2 separate regions of the Pan troglodytes genome follow, and region 2 is linked to region 1. A link is a contact called in public HiChIP or PLAC-seq data. All regions are on one chromosome and are shown on one strand. The core of a region is the stretch at or near the end of the contact, and the rest is flanking DNA. Distances in the headings are between cores, read along the strand shown.

Evidence for each region. HiChIP or PLAC-seq counts read pairs in DNA pulled down with a chosen protein or histone mark.
Region 2: an H3K4me3 HiChIP or PLAC-seq map of stem cell-derived excitatory neurons shows a contact between it and region 1, with 2.8 times the contacts expected there. The contact joins the promoter of POLN here to the promoter of NAT8L in region 1. A contact is called at or near these places in 1 of 7 Hi-C or Micro-C datasets (stem cell-derived neural progenitor cells) and 1 of 1 datasets of contacts at active chromatin or transcription factors (stem cell-derived excitatory neurons).

Annotation. Positions count from the first base shown.
Region 1 is chr3:2,442,704-2,448,419 of NHGRI_mPanTro3-v2.0_pri, forward strand. NAT8L (N-acetyltransferase 8 like) reads left to right here and starts at 2,420. Exons shown (of 3, transcript XM_016951166.4): 1 at 2,420-2,884; 2 at 3,995-4,159. The coding sequence starts at 2,509.
Region 2 is chr3:2,626,307-2,632,022 of NHGRI_mPanTro3-v2.0_pri, forward strand. It overlaps POLN (DNA polymerase nu), which reads right to left and starts at 2,304. Exons shown (of 26, transcript XM_063808588.1): 1 at 2,228-2,304; 2 at 1,697-1,967. It overlaps HAUS3 (HAUS augmin like complex subunit 3), which reads right to left and starts at 2,311. Exons shown (of 5, transcript XM_009447241.5): 1 at 2,228-2,311; 2 at 216-1,270. The coding sequence starts at 1,124.

The DNA.
Region 1 (5,716 bases), core at 1,170-3,669:
TTAATAGTTGCCCTTATTTGTGTCATTTTTTCTTTTTCTTTTCTTTTTTTTGAGGCAGAATCTCACTCTGTTGCCAGGCTGGAGTACAGTGGCACGATCTCAGCTCACTGCAACCTCCGCCTCCCGAGTTCAAGTGAGTCTCCTGCTTCAGCCTCCCAAGTAGCTGGGATTACAGGCGCCCACAACCACACCCGGCTCATTTTTGTATTTTTAGTAGAGGCGCAGTTTCACCATGTTGCCCAGGCTGGTCTCAAACTCCTGACCTCACGTGATCCACACGCCTCGGCCTCCCAAAGTGCTGGGATTACAGGCATGAGCCACCACGCCCGGCCCATATTTTTCATTCTTAAATTGATTAGGCTTTGTGTTTCTAGATGTCCAAAGTCAACCAAAAAACCCCGAGGATGCTAGCTAGATGCTCAGAAGCCATCCGGCATGCGTGGCTCCTTCATAGCAGACGGCCTGACGGACCCCGTGCCAATCAACCTTGGCCTTGAGGCCTCGCGAAGTTCTTAAGCGCCCACCGCACCTGTCCTCTTTCCCCCCATGCGGGGTGAGATGGCCCGGGAATGAGCCTTCCCAGCAGAAAAACTTACATCTAGAATGTCGATCATCACTGCTTTGAGAAGAGAAAAATTTTGATCAAACACGAGAAATGAGAAAAGAAAAATAGCTGGAGCTATGTGGGATTCTCAAAGATTATCTGGCCCAGAGACACCTGAGTACAGGGCCTCAGTCCCGCCTCCCCACCCACGCCCGGGGCAACTGCTGGAAGGCATTTTGTTCTTTCTTTTCTTTCCTATAGTGTCCGCCTGGCCGCCTCAGCGTCATCTTCATGTTCCTGGAATTTGTGACAAATAATGTACACCAATCAATAGCTTATGCCATTTTAATGCAAATTCTTGGTGAATTTAGGAGCTGCGTCTTCATTTTTCCTTTAAAAACGCACTTGCAACTGCTGCGAATGAGAGCGCGTGCATTCAGACCAACCTGAGTCTGTCCTTCCACGCTGCAGTCCTCAAACTTGTCCCCAACAAACTCTATTTCTATTCGTTTTGCCTGTTTTCTCCTTTAGATTGAAAAGCTGACAGCGGGCCCCAGACACTGAGGGGGCGCCTTCCCAGCTTGGCTTCCCCTCCCCCTCACGCCCCCACCCCGTCCCCTGCCCCTCTCCAGGGCCCGTTCTCTGGCGGACGGGGCTGTGGACCAGTTCAGCCGCCCCTCCCCACCCCACCAGGGCGCTGCGGCCTCACTCCCACGTCCACGGGCAGGCCCAGCCCCTCCTGGCCTTTAGGTGACCTCAGCTGCCCGGCTGGCCCCAACTCCACCGCACAACGCAGACTGCGGGTCCCCAGGCCTGGACCCCTGGCCCCGTCCCGCCCGCGTATGTCGGGGAAGCTCTGCTCCGGCAGCCCTCGGGGTGGTGCTGGGAGGTCGAGCAGAACTGAAGGGGGCTAGGTTCGAGAAGCGCCGAGGATGGGGTCTGCGACCGCCTCCCCGCACCTGAGCTTCTCCGCCCCAGCCTGCGGCGTCTGCAGGTCCTACACGGCGCGGAGCCCCCGCTGCACCTGCACCGAGGCCACGGGGCGCATGCGCGGCCGCGGGGGGGCGGGGGCGGGGGCCGGGCCGGGAGGGGTCCTGCGGGCCCCGCATCCCCGTGCCCACTGCGGGGCTCGGACAGGGGGGCGCCGCGCCAGGCCGCAGACCCCGCCCTTCCGCGTCCCCACTCCGGCTGCCCGTGCGGCTCCGGACGAGGCTTCCCGGGGGCTCCGGGCCGGGGCAGCCGCGGCGCCCCCTCCTCAGGTCCACCGCGGGCGCTGCTTTCAAACAAAGGCAGGAGACGGAGCGGGAGACGCTGCCGTGACTGCTCCGGGCGGCCGCGGAGGAGGAGGAGGAGGAGGACGCGGCGCCGCGATCGCCGGCGGCCGGGCCCGGGGTCGGGACGCTCCCAGGCGCGCGGCGTGGGAGCGGGGGGCGGGGCGGGCGGCGCCCATCACGCGCTCCGCGGCCGGGTCCCGAGCCCCGCCGGGCGCCCCCGGGGCCAGGAGCCCCCGCCCGCGCCGCCGCCCCCGCCCGTGCCGGGCCCCTCGCGCTGCCCGGCCGCCCCGTCGCGCCCAGCGAGCCACCCGGCGGGGCGGGGGCGGCGTCTCCCCCACCCCCGCGATCACATGGTGACCCCCGGCAGCCAATGCAGTGGACGCTAGGACCCTGCGGGCCGCGGGCGCCGCGACTGCACCGGCGCCGCCGCATTATAAATACTTCTCCAAAATGCGGCGCAGCTCCCTGCGCGCGCCCCGGCCGCCCGCCGCCTCCGCCCCGCGCCCCTGAGCTGCCGCCGCCGCCGCCGCCGCCGCTGCCGCCGCCGCCGCCGCCGCCGCTGCCGCCGCCGCCGCCGCCGCCGCCGCCGCCGCCGCCGCGGGTCCGAGGGCGCCGCGCCCTTGCCCTGGGCCCGGCCGTGCCCGCCGCCGCCCGGCCGCGTCCCCGCTGCCGTGCCGCCCGGCCGGGTGCATGCATTGTGGGCCTCCCGACATGGTCTGTGAGACGAAGATCGTGGCCGCCGAGGACCATGAGGCGCTGCCGGGGGCCAAGAAGGACGCGCTGCTCGCCGCCGCCGGCGCCATGTGGCCCCCGCTGCCCGCCGCGCCCGGGCCGGCCGCCGCGCCCCCCGCGCCCCCACCTGCCCCGGTGGCTCAGCCTCACGGCGGGGCGGGGGGCGCGGGGCCGCCGGGGGGGCGCGGCGTGTGCATCCGCGAGTTCCGTGCGGCCGAGCAGGAGGCGGCGCGCCGCATCTTCTACGACGGCATCATGGAGCGCATCCCTAACACGGCCTTCCGCGGCCTGCGGCAGCACCCGCGCGCGCAGCTGCTCTACGCCCTGCTGGCGGGTCAGTGCGCCGGGCCCCCGGCTGCCGCAGTCCCTCGGGCCGGCGCGGAGCTCCCCCGCCCCGGCGTCCACGCGGACCCCGCGCCCGGCTCCCGGGGACCAGCCTGGGAAGCCCCCCGCTTTCTGCCGCGCCGGGCCCCGCGCAGGGCTGGCCATGGGCGTGGGGATGGGCGCAGGGCCCCGAGCGGGTCGGAGCCGGGGAGGGTCCGGGGTCCGCACCTGCGTCCCCGCCGCGCAGCCCCCCACCCCCACCGCCTCCCCTGTCCCCTCCCGGGCATCCTGGGTGGGGGCGGGTGCCAGGGCAGGTAGCGCCCGCCGCGGCTGGGCCCCGGCGAGTGCCTAAATATAATCTGCGGGCGGGGGAGGCCGCCTCCCGCTCGGTGCTAATTTATGAGGGAAAGACAGCCGGCGCCGCGGGGGGTGCGCGCGCCTGGCACAGCCGGGGCGGTCGCAGAGGGCGGCCCCTGCAGGGTCTTTGGGTGCCCTTCCCCTCGGAGCTTCCTGCCGGGGTGAGGGGGTTCGCTCCCATTTTACAGATGAGGCGCTTGAGGCCGCGTAGGGAGGACGCGACTCCCCCAAGGTCACGGCAGCCGAAATGCGGCTGGAAGCAGTGTGGGGCCTCCCTGCCCTGTCCCTGCCCTCAGAGCTCCCGGACGCTGGCCAGGAAGGGCTCTTGCTGGGGCCCTGGGAAGAGGGGGTCCTGGGGCCCGGTGCTGGAACGTGGGACACCCCCCTTCCCCCTCCCCCCTTCCCCCTCCCCCGCGCGGGGCCTGGTCTGCGGGGCAGCTCCCTGGCAGGATCTGCCCACCTTGGCTTCAGCAGGCCAGCGTGGGCAGAGCCCTTCCCGGCCCGGCCATCCCGAGGGTGTCCTGCCGTGTTTGGAAGCTCAGAGACCCGCCGAGGCTCATTCCAGGCGGTGCGGGTGGGTGGGGTGGCTGTCTTTACCGCAGGAAGCTTGGAAATAGGGAGAAGTAGAAAGCACCCGAGATGACCCCGGCTCCTCCACCAGGAGCGCGGCCGGGCGCGGCGTCCCTAGCGGGCTTCGCCGGGGTGGCGTCTCTGGGGCCTGGGGACCCCCGCCGCGCCGCTGACCCGCGCCCTCTGCCCTCAGCGCTGTGCTTCGCCGTGAGCCGCTCGCTGCTGCTGACGTGCCTGGTGCCGGCCGCGCTGCTGGGCCTGCGCTACTACTACAGCCGCAAGGTGATCCGCGCCTACCTGGAGTGCGCGCTGCACACGGACATGGCGGACATCGAGCAGTACTACATGAAGCCGCCCGGTGAGTCCCGCTCCTGCCGCTCCCCGACCTCCGCCCCAGACAGCCCTCGGGGGCACGCACTCCAGCAACCTCAGGGCAGGCCTGGGCGAGGGCCGGCGTGGGTGGGCCTGAGCCGGGGCCCCTGTGACCTGAGCCTTCTGGGTGACCGAGGCCTCCGGTGTCAGCGGGGCTGGGGGAGGCACAGCCGGCTCCTCCCGCTGAGTGACCTGAGCCGGCCCTGCGACGCAGTGGCTCCACCGTTTCCTGCTGTGGATGCGTCTCCCTGGCGCCTGCTGCGGTGGGGCAAGGGCCGCTGGGCTCTGTGGGTCCCATCTGGTGTGCCTTGCGGGGATGGGGTTGCCTGCAGTGCCAGGGTCCTGGGGGGAGAGGGCTTGTGCGGCAGGGGCCGGGGACCCTATTGGGGCACAGAGGATGGGGTGGGGGCAGGGGACCTGACCTTGAGCCTTGGCCTTCACTTCTGGCCTGATCGCTGGGCCGCTTAGCTGAAGGGTTTTGTCCCAGCCCCTGTGGCCTTCTATAGCTGGAAGAGCTGAGTCTGGGCTCTAGGGGGGGTGGGGGTTGTTCTCCACCCTCGGGCTGGCCCCCCAGCCGCTGAGCCACACCGGTTCCCCCATGCCGGATGCCGCAGGGGTGAAGACTCTGCTCTCTGGGGTAGGAGGCTCTCTGCGATCCTGGAGCGTCTGTAGGCCAATGAGAGGGACAGAGTGTGGCCCAAAGGGTTGGGCAGGGTCTGTCAGGAGCCCTGTCAGTGTCAGGGGAGGGGCAGTGTCTGGCACCGCTGGCTGCCATGCTCCACCCCCGCGCCACGGCCTTGGTGCCTGCTGCTCTCCCTGACCCTTTCCTAAACCCAAACAGAGCATCTGAGCAGCCCCTGAGCCCTGGCCAGCCTCTGCTTGGGAGGGGAAACGGGCCATGAGGAAGCACAGGCCACAGCAACAAAGGGGGCTCCGGTGGGCACACGGGGCATGGCCCTGCTCCTTCTGGGCCGTGGCCTCCCTGGTGTGAGGGAGTGGAGGGGTAGCTGGCAGGGCTGCAGGAACACCCCACGAGGGCAGAGGCTGGATAGCTGCTGATGGCCCATGGTGGATTCTGGGAGCTGCTTGTGCACATGGGGAAACCGAGTCTTGGGAGGAGTGAGGTATGCCCAGGGCCACATGGTGCTGGGGGTTGCTACTCCTGGGATGGCCCTGATCTCTCATCTTGCCTGGGTAGGTAGAGGCAGAACCCCTGGGTGGTGGGCAGGCCAGCTGGTGGGAGGGATACTGGTCCAGGATCCCCTCCTTGGAGGTAGAGATGCTGTGTGGGTAGGGAGATGGGGGGTTGGGTGTGGGAGACCCCAGGGGCTCCAGGACAGGGGGCCGAGGAGGGGCAGCCCTCCTGGGAACCCTGGAGCTGCACAGAGCTTGGAGGGCCCAGCTGCTCGTGTCTGTGGCGATGGCAGCGGTGCCCGGTGGCTCCCCCCCACGCTGCTTCTCCTTGAAGGGCCTTCAGTACCCCTTTAGCCGCCTGCCAGGCCTCAGTGTCCAGCAGTGAAGGAGACAGAGGTCCCCCTCATGG
Region 2 (5,716 bases), core at 1,054-3,553, 180 kb after region 1:
GTGGTAGAGATTATAATTACTATTGCTGCCCTCCATTAACGTATGGATCTATTTGTATGAAACATTGACACAGATCACAAATAAGCACTGAACAAAGAAAATAAAATGTAATCTCTTCTTAGATGCACCATTCTAAAGTACTTTAACAGCAATATTATATTCTCTATTCCTAACAATAATTACAATGTGAATCCAATCTCATTTCTTATGCTTACCTTGCTGGTTAGGCTGTGAAGACTCTCCTCTGCCCATTTTATACTTGACTTCATGCTCGAATTACTTGCTTTTAAGTGAATTAACTGATGTTGAGCACAAATGTATGCGAGCTGCAGTCTAGCCATCTCTAGTCGTCTCTCTTCAAGGATTTCTTGATTATCACAAATAGATGGTGTCTGTATATCTAAAAGTTGAAAATTGTCTTCATTTGAACTTTCAACTACTTCATGTATACCCTGAAAGAACTGTTTTTTGGTATACAAAGTTAATGCTGCTGTGCTTTGCTCTTCCTGACTTAGGTATTTTTCCAAGGAAAATTGCGATAAAAATACCAGTGGATTTGTCCCTTGACCTAAATTAGAATGTCTGAAGAACATCATCAATTGTGTAACTTCATCAGTAAGAGCCTGAAGTTCATTACTGATCTTAGTGATCACTGCATTTAGAATTCCTTGACTCTGCTTCAGCTTTTTAGTGGCTTCTTCTTCTTTAGCATTTAACCTCAGAGATTTGTGGCTAGTTACTGAAGCCATCAATTGACATTTATTACGTCGCTGAATTTTTAGGTTCTTTAATTTCAGTAGAGTTTGAACCTCATCCCCTAATTTCTCCAGCTCTTTATCATCCAGTCTAGGTGTCTTCAAATCAGAAGTTTTACACGTTTTAAGAGCTTCATCCAATGCCGCCCCTTCTAGAATAGGCTTGCCTGATTTCTGAAGAATGCTAAAAGCTTCCAATTCTCTTTCAGACAACACGTTCTGTTCATTCACATTCCCACAAAACCACTTCAGAAACGATTCATCTTCAACGCCCTCAAACAACCAGTCAAAGTCTTCTCCATTAAGATTATCAGCTTTGGGATAACCAATTTTTTTTAATGTTTCCACAAACTCATTTCCACAACTCATGGTTTAACTACCCCAATTTTGTTGTACGTGATATGGGTTTACGGTGTTGATTTTTAGAAAATAAATCCAAGCAGAAAAAAAGCTACGTTTTATACCAAGTCCACAGAGAAGGGAAAATATATTTTTAGAATATATAATGATTCCTCCTAGGGGGGAAGAAAACAAGTATTAGACCACAAATATGACGACAGTGTTTTTAAAAAGAAGACACAGACAAATATCACGTGATATCCGAGAGCGGGATGACTGACAGGCAGCCGTAGCTGCAATGTTTGATGATGATAAAGAGAAACAGAAACAATTAGGCTAGTTCTCAGAAAACCGCAACAGTAACGAAAATTAATTAACAAGAAAGTGGATCTATTTGGATCCATTTTATCTTTTTTTCCAAAGATAAAATGGTTTAAAATGCATTACACTTTATAGAGCAACATTTGTTTTTAATTCAAAATAAATGGATCCAAACAAACCCAAGCCACCAGGAGGCTAGGCAGCCTCTCTTCCCTGCCCTCCGTACGTAAGGAAACGCAAATAAGCATGGCACATCTTCTGAAGATCAACTAAATATTTACCTCAACGACTCGTCGGGCAAGGCTCCACCTCCAGAGTCCGCCACCGCGACGCGGAGAACAGCAGGAGCAGCAGGGAAGCGCGCGGCCACAATTAAGGGTGCTTCGGGCCGGCCTTCAGCCAGCGCTGAGGCAGCCCCGACGCCAGGGCCGCGCGAACCCCAGAGGCAGCGGCAGGCCCCAGGGATCCGCGGCCCCAAGGCCGCGATACACCTGACGCGCCAGCGGCAAAACCTTCCTTCGGTGGGTCACCCCGCTGTGACACCTAAGCACGCTGACAAAACAAACGCACAAGCCCACCGAATCGCCGTCGACACCGAGCTGCAGAAGACGGGGGTGACAGGCCCCGCACAGACCCCGCCCCAGCTCCTCGCCCAGCGGACCGGGCCGTGATCCCCGGGCAGCTGCTGGAGCACCTGGAAGGAGCCCCCAGGAGCGCAGGAAAAAAAAGAGGCACCTGGGTGCAGACGGGGATCGCGGCCACTCCTCCAGCCCCACACCCCTGCGCCCAGAACCGAGGCCCGCGTCAGTCACCTCAGGAAGCTCCGCTCGCTTCTCACAGGAGCCCGCCGCCACCGCCACCGCCCTCCGTGCCCCGCGCGCCTCGCACTGCCTCACGGGAGCGCCTGGACGCGCGCAAGCGCACAAGGCGACGGCGTGGTCGGGGGGGGGGGGGGAAATGACTGTTTGCGCAGGCGTAGTGTCAAAAGAGGCGGAGTCGGCGAGGCTGGACTATGGGGTGGAGCTGAGCAGGCGGCGCTCCGCCCCCGGCCGCTGCGGGCATCCTGCCTCCTGGGCGGGGCGCAGGGCAGAGAGAGGCGGGGTCTGGGCCGGGAAGGGCGGGGACAGGGCCTGGACAGGGGCGGGGCCTGGGCAGGGGGCGGAGCCTGGGCAAGGAATGGGGGGCAGAGGGGTGCAGAGGGGTGCGGTGGGGCGCCCTCTGGGGAGCTGAAGCTGCGGGCCTGCTCTCAACGGAGCCGTCAGTTGTGCTTCAGGCCTGCCCTGCCCCGTACTTCAATCTAGACCCTCTGAAGGCACTTTTGAAGGGTACAAAGAGCAGCGCAGGTTGGTGGTTGGGAGACAGGCTGGAGCCCGGCGGTGATAGCGCTCGCCCCCGAGAGAGACGAGTTCCCACATTCACAGCAGCCCGACCAATGCCTGGTACATTTTAAGGGTTAGGGATTGTTCGCTTAGAATCTTTTACAATGAACTTTATTTTGCAAAAACACTTAATTTCTAATCCCTCACCTGAACACTATGTAAAAGCTGACTTCCGGCCGGGCGCGGTGGCTCATGCCTGTAATCCCAGCACTTTGGGAGGCCGAGGGGGGTGGATCATGAGGTCAGGAGTTCGAGACCAGCCTGGCCAAGATGGTGAAACCCCATCTCTACTAAAAAATACAAAAATTAGCCGGGCGCGGTGGCGGGCGCCTGTAATCCCAGCGACTCGGGAGGCTGAGGCAGGAGAATCGTTTGAACCCAGGAGGTGGAGGTTGCAGTGAGCCGAGATCACGCCACTGCACTCTAGCCTGGGCGACAGAGCCAAGACTCCGTCTCAAAAAAAAAAAAAAAAAAAAAAAAAAAAAAAAGCTGACTTCCTCCACAATTCCCTTTTCAAAATGTTAGAAATAAACGGAGTGGCCTGAGTTAAATACATCGATATATTTAACTCAAGGAGGATGGTACACCATTTCCAAAGAGGATGGCAGTCAGTGAAAGATGACTGAAACGGGATTGCTAAATTTCATGTGAATCTGGCTGATGCCCTACAGCCCAGTGAAACCAGACCTCTCTATTGGACAGAATTCGTTTGCATCTCTACCAAACAAAAATCCTTTGCCACTCCTCAGTCTTCCACAGGTTAGCAGGGGCTTTGGTCATGGGTAAATATAATAGTACTCCCTCCCTTCAGCGTCAAATGACCCTAAAGGTGGCTTGTTAGACAATGTCCTAGTCCAGGGTGACTAGGTAGAAGTCGTTTGGATAGTTTTTCTTAATATTTTTAAGGAGAGAAATAAGAATGTTCTAAGGCAAATATTGTAATCTGATCGAGTCAAAGATATTTCCTATTCATTCTTCACTTGTTTCACGTTTTTTTCCTCCTCTTTTAAAAGTCAATAAGGCCTAAAATGATCTGAAAAACAAACATGATGGGAAAAAATTCAAAGAGTGGTGCCCAATCTGCAGGCAGGGAAACCAGGGATGCTGGAAGGGGGAGGCCTGGTGGGAGGACCCTTGCAGCCCAGGGTTGGAGGTCGGGGGTGTGCATCAGGGGACAGAGTTGAGCCAGTTTGGACAGGAGGAAGTGGGAGCTGTGCAGGCAATGCCTTCCAGAAATGTTGCTGATGAGGCAAAGACTGGGTGGGAGGAGTGTGACAGAGAGAGAGAGATACAGAGAGACAGAGACAGAGAGACAGAGACAGAGAGACACAGAGACAGAGAGACAGAGACAGAGACAGAGAGACAGAGACAGAGAGACAGAGACAGAGAGACACAGAGACAGAGACAGAGACACACAGAGACAGAGACAGAGACACAGAGAGATAGAGACAGAGACAGAGAGACACAGAGAGACAGAGACACAGAGAGAGAGACAGAGGAGAAAGACAGAGAGAGAGCATGCAAAACAACACAAGCTGAGGGGGTGGGAATGCAGGGCTGAGGGGAGGATTTTTAATTTTGTTTTGTTTGAAAATGAGAGGAACTCGGGGATATTTATAGACTGCAAGGAGGAACTCTGAGGAGACAGCATTAAAGACGACAGAAAGACAAGGGGCTCCTTTATAGAAAGAGATCCCTGGAGGGCAGGAGGGGTGCACTCCAGAGCCCTGGAGGCCGTTCTAGAAACCCAATTTCCTAGTGACTCCTGGGTGGTTTCTTGGGCCACAAATTAATTCTCCATCTGATTTTGAATTGCTGACCATAGTTATTTGTTGGAAAGGTGTTTATGAGACCATAAAAGCCATAAAACCATTAAGTAAAAATTACAACAGTATCAGCCCCTGGAGTACAAATGACAAACACAATAGGTTTAACTATACAGATGTGGAAAGTTTTCTTCAGCTTGCCTTGGGAATTTAAGAAAGCAAGTATGTTACATGTATTTCCAGGGTAAGCTTTCTTTTCAGCAGTCAAAATTATTTGGAGTTTTAGTAAGGTCAAAAGATAAATGGAACCCAGGAATTAATCCTCCCTGAAAAAGCCCATGAGAATACAATGGACTAAACAGACCTAAAGACAGAGCTGTGAGGATCAAGTGTTTTTGCTGTTTGCTTTTTCTCCTTCCTGTGGAAGCGATTTTCTCCTATTAGTATTAAAAAATATTTTAGGTTTTGGACAGTATCTTTTCTGACTGTTTTTAAACTTTAGAAGTAACAGTCAGATGCTAAAGATTATTTCTTTTAGATGTAGTTTTCCATGAATTTTGTGGGACTCTATTCTGCAAGCAATGGAGAATGGGGGCTGTTTTCAAGCAGGAGAGTGAATTCTCAGATGTGTGTTAGAAGCATAATTCTGCAAGATGAAAAATGACAAAAGGTGGTAAGAGACAAGATACAGGACCACTCTTGCAGCATGTAGGAGAGGAGGAGAGAGCTGGACAGAGAGAGCTGCAGGAGCTGGCAAAGCCTGGGGCCTGATGACTAGCCTGGGTCCGAGAGACTCTGGGGTTTCCAGCTGAGTAGGGAGTGGCATTTCTTCCTATTATTCCTACTAATCCTTCCTGTTAAGAAGAAAGTAGAAGACTATAGGGTTGGGAAAGAGTTTGTTTTCCATCCTGTTGACATTCATGTGACAAAGCGAGAACTCAGTCCCCAAACTCAGGAGCAGGTTTGGGTCAGCACAAGCCCAAAGGAGGTGACAGAGTTCATTCACCAAGGTGGCCATGTGGAGAGGGCCTTTGAAGTGGGAAGGAATGGGAACCACAAGGGCTGGCAGCAGAGCCTGGGACTGGTGGGGTGTCAGAAAGGGCCTCAGGACAGGAAGAGGAGTTGTGAACCTCTGAGGCTCAGCAGGCCAGTGGCA